2 separate regions of the Mus musculus genome follow, and region 2 is linked to region 1. The links are chromatin contacts, called in public ChIA-PET maps. All regions are on one chromosome and are shown on one strand. The core of a region is the stretch at or near the end of the contact, and the rest is flanking DNA. Distances in the headings are between cores, read along the strand shown.

Region 1 (2,553 bases), core at 38-2,537:
CCTCCACTCTCTCTCTCTTTTGACAAGCTCTCTTAAGTAGCCCTGGCCTGCCTCTGCCTCGCTGGTGGCACTAAAGCTGCGTGCTGCTCCACTCCGTGTTGACAGCTTCCCTCCTTGCGCTTACGTTTGCAGTAGAGCCCAAGCTCCTACAGGTTCCAGTAGTTCATGTGAAGAAACAGCTCCATTTATAATTTTGTAACAGTTTTCCAAGCTGGTATGAAATGGCATGGCATAGCTCATTGATGAGGAAAAGCTAAGATATAGACTTACTAGACACCATGTTTATTTGCTGACCCATCTTTTATGACCCACCATGTAGGTCACCTCTGCTTTGCCCCTCATCCATACATGGCTGTTCCATCGCTCCCTCCCTCCCTCCCTCCCTCCCTCCCTCCCTCCCTCCCTCCCTCTGCTTCCCTTCTACCTGAACCTCCTTCCTTCTGTCCTTCCTTTCCCTCTCTCCTTACTTCCCTTCTCTCCCCTTTCTTTCTTTCATCTATCTTGTAACCCAGTGCCAGGGAGACAGAGACAGATGGATTTCTGGTACTCAGTTGCCAGCCAGCCTCGTCTAGGTGCAAGCCCCAGGCCAGAGAGAGACCCCGAGGAATGCTCACTTTGGTGGTCAGTGCTAGGTGTGTCCAGTTCATACAAGAACCACTGCTACAAGAGTTGACGTTGTTCAGGCATTTCTTTTCAGTTTATTTTTTAAAGAAGTTTTGTGTTTGCTTGCTTATTTATTCTGTGTGTGCATGTATCTGTGTAGGGACATGCATGGCTTCGTGTTTGAGTGTGTGACGTGGCGTCCATGTGCAGCTCAGAGGGGAACTTGGAGGAGTCCTTTTCTCCTTCTACCATCTGAGTGAGGCCCAGGGATGCACGCAGATCACCAGACTTGCCAATGAGACCTTTGCCTGCTGATTTACTGTGGGCTCTTGAGTTTACTTTTATTCTCTATGTAGCCTTGTGTGTCCCGGGAACTTGCTCTGTAGACCAGGCTGGCCTCAGACTCACAGAGATCCCCTGCCTCTGCCTCCCAAGTGCCCACCATGCCTGACTTACTTTTTAATTTTCAAAGAGAGTTGAATAATAGAAGAAAGATGGCTAATGATAGTCTGATAACCATACTTCCAGGTTATCTGGGCTTCCAGGCTTGCTCTTTTCTAACTTTGCCTGTATTTACCTGCATTTCTTACCTTTCTTTGGCCACGGTAACTATAAACCATACTGTTCCTCATCTACTTCCTGTCTGTGTAGAGTCAGAGCTGTGGGTTCCACAGGAAGCTGGCTGCCACGGCACTGTTGGCGTAATGGCTCTGTGCGGTAGTGTCAAGTGAACAACAGCAGGCATTTTGTGCAACACGGAGCGGAGCGCCACACTCAGTGTGTCACTCTGGACAGGGACAGTACTGTCTGTAACCGATGGCCCAGGCTGGGAGCATTGTTCAGTGGTAGAGCTTTTACCTAGTGTGCAGGAAGCCTTGGGTTTGATGCCCAGCACTGCAGAGTATGAGGAGGGAGTCTCAGATTATAATCCCATTTTTCACCTCACCTTGTCAAAGGAATGCTTTGTCATCATTTATATGGTAGGAAACGGTGTAATCAATCTAAATAAAAGCTACAAATTTAGTAGCTCCCTGCGAATCTCCACACCTGGGTGGACTCTTCTGTACACTTAAGTTGGCTATAGCAGTCTAGAGTGGAGGGTAGGCAGGTCTTCTGATGAAGAGCAATCTGTTCATGAAAGTCTCTTCAGCCGGGCGTGGTGGCGCACGCCTTTAATCCCAGCACTCGGGAGGCAGAGGCAGGTGGATTTCTGAGTTCGAGGCCAGCCTGGTCTACAAAGTGAGTTTCAGGACAACCAGGGCTATACAGAGAAACCCTGTCTCGAAAAACCAAAAAAAAAAAAAAAAAAAAAAAAAAAAAAAGTCTCTTCAGCACTTGACAGAGCCTCTGTGTGTTCACGTCTTTGTGTATATACCCAGAAGTGGGGTTGCTGAATCTTACAGTAGATCTGTTTAATCTTTAATGGAGCCACCATTTGGTTTACAGTGACAGCAGCCATGCGCCAAGCTTCAGTTGCCCCAGCTCTTTACCTCGGCTTTTTCTTGGGTTACTTTTGGCTTTATGTCATCATTAGGCCTAAAACACCTTTGTCTGATTTCTTTCCTTTCCTTCTCTCTCCTCCCCTCCTCGTTTCTCCTCTTCTTTTTCTCTTTTCTTTCCTGACTCGTCCAGCAGGTCCAGTTATTCGAGGGTCTCGAGGGGACCTTCTCCTAAGGACCAAATGGGGGTAGAGAGAGACGAGGGCCTTGTGCGAATAACACAGAAACGTTCTGAGTTGCGTCAAAGCCCCAATGTATTAGCCAGGCCCATGTACAAGCAAAAGGGGAAGTACAGGTACTTATCAGCAGGAGGGGTGGGGCAATACAAGCAAAAGGAGAAGTACTTATCAGTGGGGGGGGGGGCAATAGAAATTTTTTCTTTTGGCAGCTACACGGGGAAGCAGGAACTTGGTGGTATCAGGATGTGGTCAGGACTTCAGCGATGACTTAG
Region 2 (2,553 bases), core at 39-2,538, 71 kb after region 1:
GATGACGCTTTCAACAACAGCCTCGCCCTGGCTTAAAGTGAGCTTTAAAATATTCCTCTGTTTAGCGGGATGCTATCTAACTCCTGGAAAGAAGGTTGCTGCGAGGACTGGAGGGGTTACTCTTTAGCCCTGACCCATCAGGAGTCGGGAACCATATCTGCGGACATTTCAGGCTCGCCTGGGAGCTGGATTTCAGGGTGCAGCAGACTGGGAGGGGGGGACTTCCTCCCTTTCTTCCCAAAGCTCCTGTTCATTTAAATACAGGTGCCTTGAGCTTGGGCTTTACTAGCTGCTGACGGGTAGTTGGAGCAGGGTATACTCCTCTTTCCGACGCTGGTGGCAGTGGGTGTGTCTCCTGCAGGGGAGCAGTGCTGAGCTCCGGCTTCTTCCATTGGAGAGCAAATTGCAGTTTTGGCCCCGGCGGCTTCTCTGGGCGCGGGCGGCAGCCGCGCTCACTGGCAAATCGTAGGAGGGAGGAGGAGCGGCGCTGGCAGGAGAGGCCGCGGGGACGGTCGCGGCGCGCGGGGACAGGGACAGGAGACGGCCGTCCGCCCCTGCTTTCCGCCTCCTCGCTGGAGGTGCGGGCTCCGGGGAGAATCGAACTCCGCGACTAAAGGGGGGGGGGGGCTAGCCAAGCACACACAGGGTTCCTGGACCAGCCTCTGACCCTCCCGCGGCGACAGAAACTTGAGGAAATGCGTGGGGCGAGCGGAGGGCTTGGAGTTCACTTTCCCAATGCGCCCTCTGCGCTCCGGGGTCTCGCCCAAGGCATCTGGACCTCACTCTAGCCTCAGGTTTCCTCAGCTCCTGCTTCCACTTTTCAGGGGAGCCGAGCCGCATCCGGGAAAGGCTTGACTGAACCCGGGGGGAAAAACAGGTTCAGAAGCCTCCCTTTTAGAGAACTCTGCATAGTCAGCGCTCCCCGGGGGCCCCAAACCTTCAACTACTGGACGTTCCCCGCCACCTAGTCGCCAGTTCCCGTTCTCATGACATTATTCTCGTTCCGAAACACATCTACAACACACTCACACACGCTCACGCCCCCAAGCCTTCCTCTGATCCCTCTGCAGGAGAGAGAAGCCCGAGGCTGTCAGGCTGAGCCCACCCGGCCCGGGTTCTCGCCTTAGGGAGTCTGGCAGCGCTAGGGGGCGGCAGCCTTCCCTGCCCCCACCAAGGTCCCAGGGGAGGGGGATCCCTCCGCAGGAGGCCTGTCTCTTTAAGGAGGCGGCCCTGACTGGGTGTGCCCCGTCTCCATGGTTACCCCGGTGCAGGCGGCGGTGCGGGAGGTAGGCTGCCGCTTCTCCCCGACAGACGGAGGGAGCTGCGGGGACCCGGCGCTGAGCCGAGCCCAAGCGGGAGCCACCCCGCTTGCAGAAACAGGAGCCGCGGGCGGACCAAAGGTGCAGAGTGCGCGGTGGCCGCGGGGCCTGCAGCCCGGAATCCGTGGGCGGCGAGGGGTCGCGCGCGCGCCATGCGCCCAGCCCCGACGGTGCGGACGCCCCCTTGTGCGCCGGCAGCTGCTGGGGCCTGCGAGCCTGGGCCGGGCATAGCCCCCCGACGGCTACTCTAGGGGGCGCGGGGCCCGGCGGGGGGCGGCCGAGCCAGGCGCCCTCCCCCGGCGCTGAGTCCCCGCGCCCCGGAGGGATGGGGCGGGCGGCCCCCGCCGCCTAAGATGCCGGCCATGCGGGGGCTCCTGGCGCCGCAGAACACCTTCCTGGACACCATCGCCACCCGCTTCGACGGGACGCGTGAGTCAGGCCCTAGCTCCCTAGCTTCCGGGCAGTAATCCACTGTCGGAACTGCCACCTGCTGCTTGGTGCCCACCAGCCATCCCCTTCCTCACCCCTCTTGAAGCTAGGGCCATTCTCTCCTTCCAGTAAGTGAAGGTTTCCCGGAGGTTTTCAGGGTCAATACTGTAAGATGTCCCTAGGTGCGGGACCGGGATGAGTCAATCTGATCCAGCCTGTCTTATCCTCAGACCTGGCGCGGTTGCAAAGGCCGAGTCGGGTGAAGCGCGGAACCAGTCCTGGTGGACAGCGCAGAGGGCTCACAGAGCCCAGATTTAGAAATAAGATTTGCAAAGGAAGGTAGAGTAGGCGGGATTCAGCAGAGAACTGTGTCTGCAAGCGTATCGCACAGTCTAAACCCGTCGCTTGGAATGCCCACCCGGCCCCAAAGAAGCTGAGCTCCTCTGAGCTCGGGAGACTCACATCCGGACTGGGGAAGTTTGGAAAAGGCAACTTGAGCTTCCAGATTCTGAGTTCCTCTGGCTCTGAACACAGGGAAGTCGTGAAAACAGGGTCCCTCCCCCTCTCGCTCCAGTGGGGCTTCCCAGTTCTGACAAGCGTTCTCCCTCCTGTTGTAGACAGCCTGTAGGAACTCATCACAGAGCTCCCCCACCCCCCAGGCTTCTCCATCTGCTTTGGGCTTGAAGCCTGCTGATTCAGCACCCCTCACTCCCCAATACATTCTTGGCTCCAGGCTCTGTTGTTCAACCACTATCCACACACCGCCATTCTTGATGGCGTTCAATAGTCCCTGAGCCAGGGTGTG

The links. ChIA-PET counts read pairs in DNA pulled down with a chosen protein or histone mark.
Region 2: a contact with region 1 is called in an RNA polymerase II ChIA-PET map of memory CD8 T cells, with 16 read pairs. The contact joins the promoter of Kcnh3 here to the enhancer-like site in region 1. A contact is called at or near these places in 4 of 39 promoter capture datasets (the 3T3-L1 cell line, frontonasal cranial neural crest, liver and 1 more), 1 of 484 Hi-C or Micro-C datasets (nephron progenitors), 3 of 115 datasets of contacts at active chromatin or transcription factors (effector CD8 T cells, memory CD8 T cells and stem cell-derived neural progenitor cells) and 3 of 9 other capture datasets (adipose tissue, embryonic stem cells and pancreatic islet).

What each region holds. Positions count from the first base shown.
Region 1 is chr15:99,152,349-99,154,901 of GRCm38.p6, forward strand. All of the region lies in intron 2 of Spats2 (spermatogenesis associated, serine-rich 2), which reads left to right. Among named protein-coding and RNA genes, the nearest start is that of Spats2, 27 kb to the left of the region's middle. Within about 2 kb of position 1,288, at least 22 of the 459 cell types and tissues checked have an H3K27ac peak or open chromatin away from gene starts, as enhancers often do. A contact at or near this core is called in memory CD8 T cells, where this site is marked.
Region 2 is chr15:99,223,304-99,225,856 of GRCm38.p6, forward strand. Kcnh3 (potassium voltage-gated channel, subfamily H (eag-related), member 3) reads left to right here and starts at 1,289. Exons shown (of 15, transcript NM_010601.4): 1 at 1,289-1,748. The coding sequence starts at 1,673. It overlaps Gm46538 (a long non-coding RNA gene), which reads right to left. Exons shown (of 3, transcript XR_001781769.2): 1 at 1,844-2,553.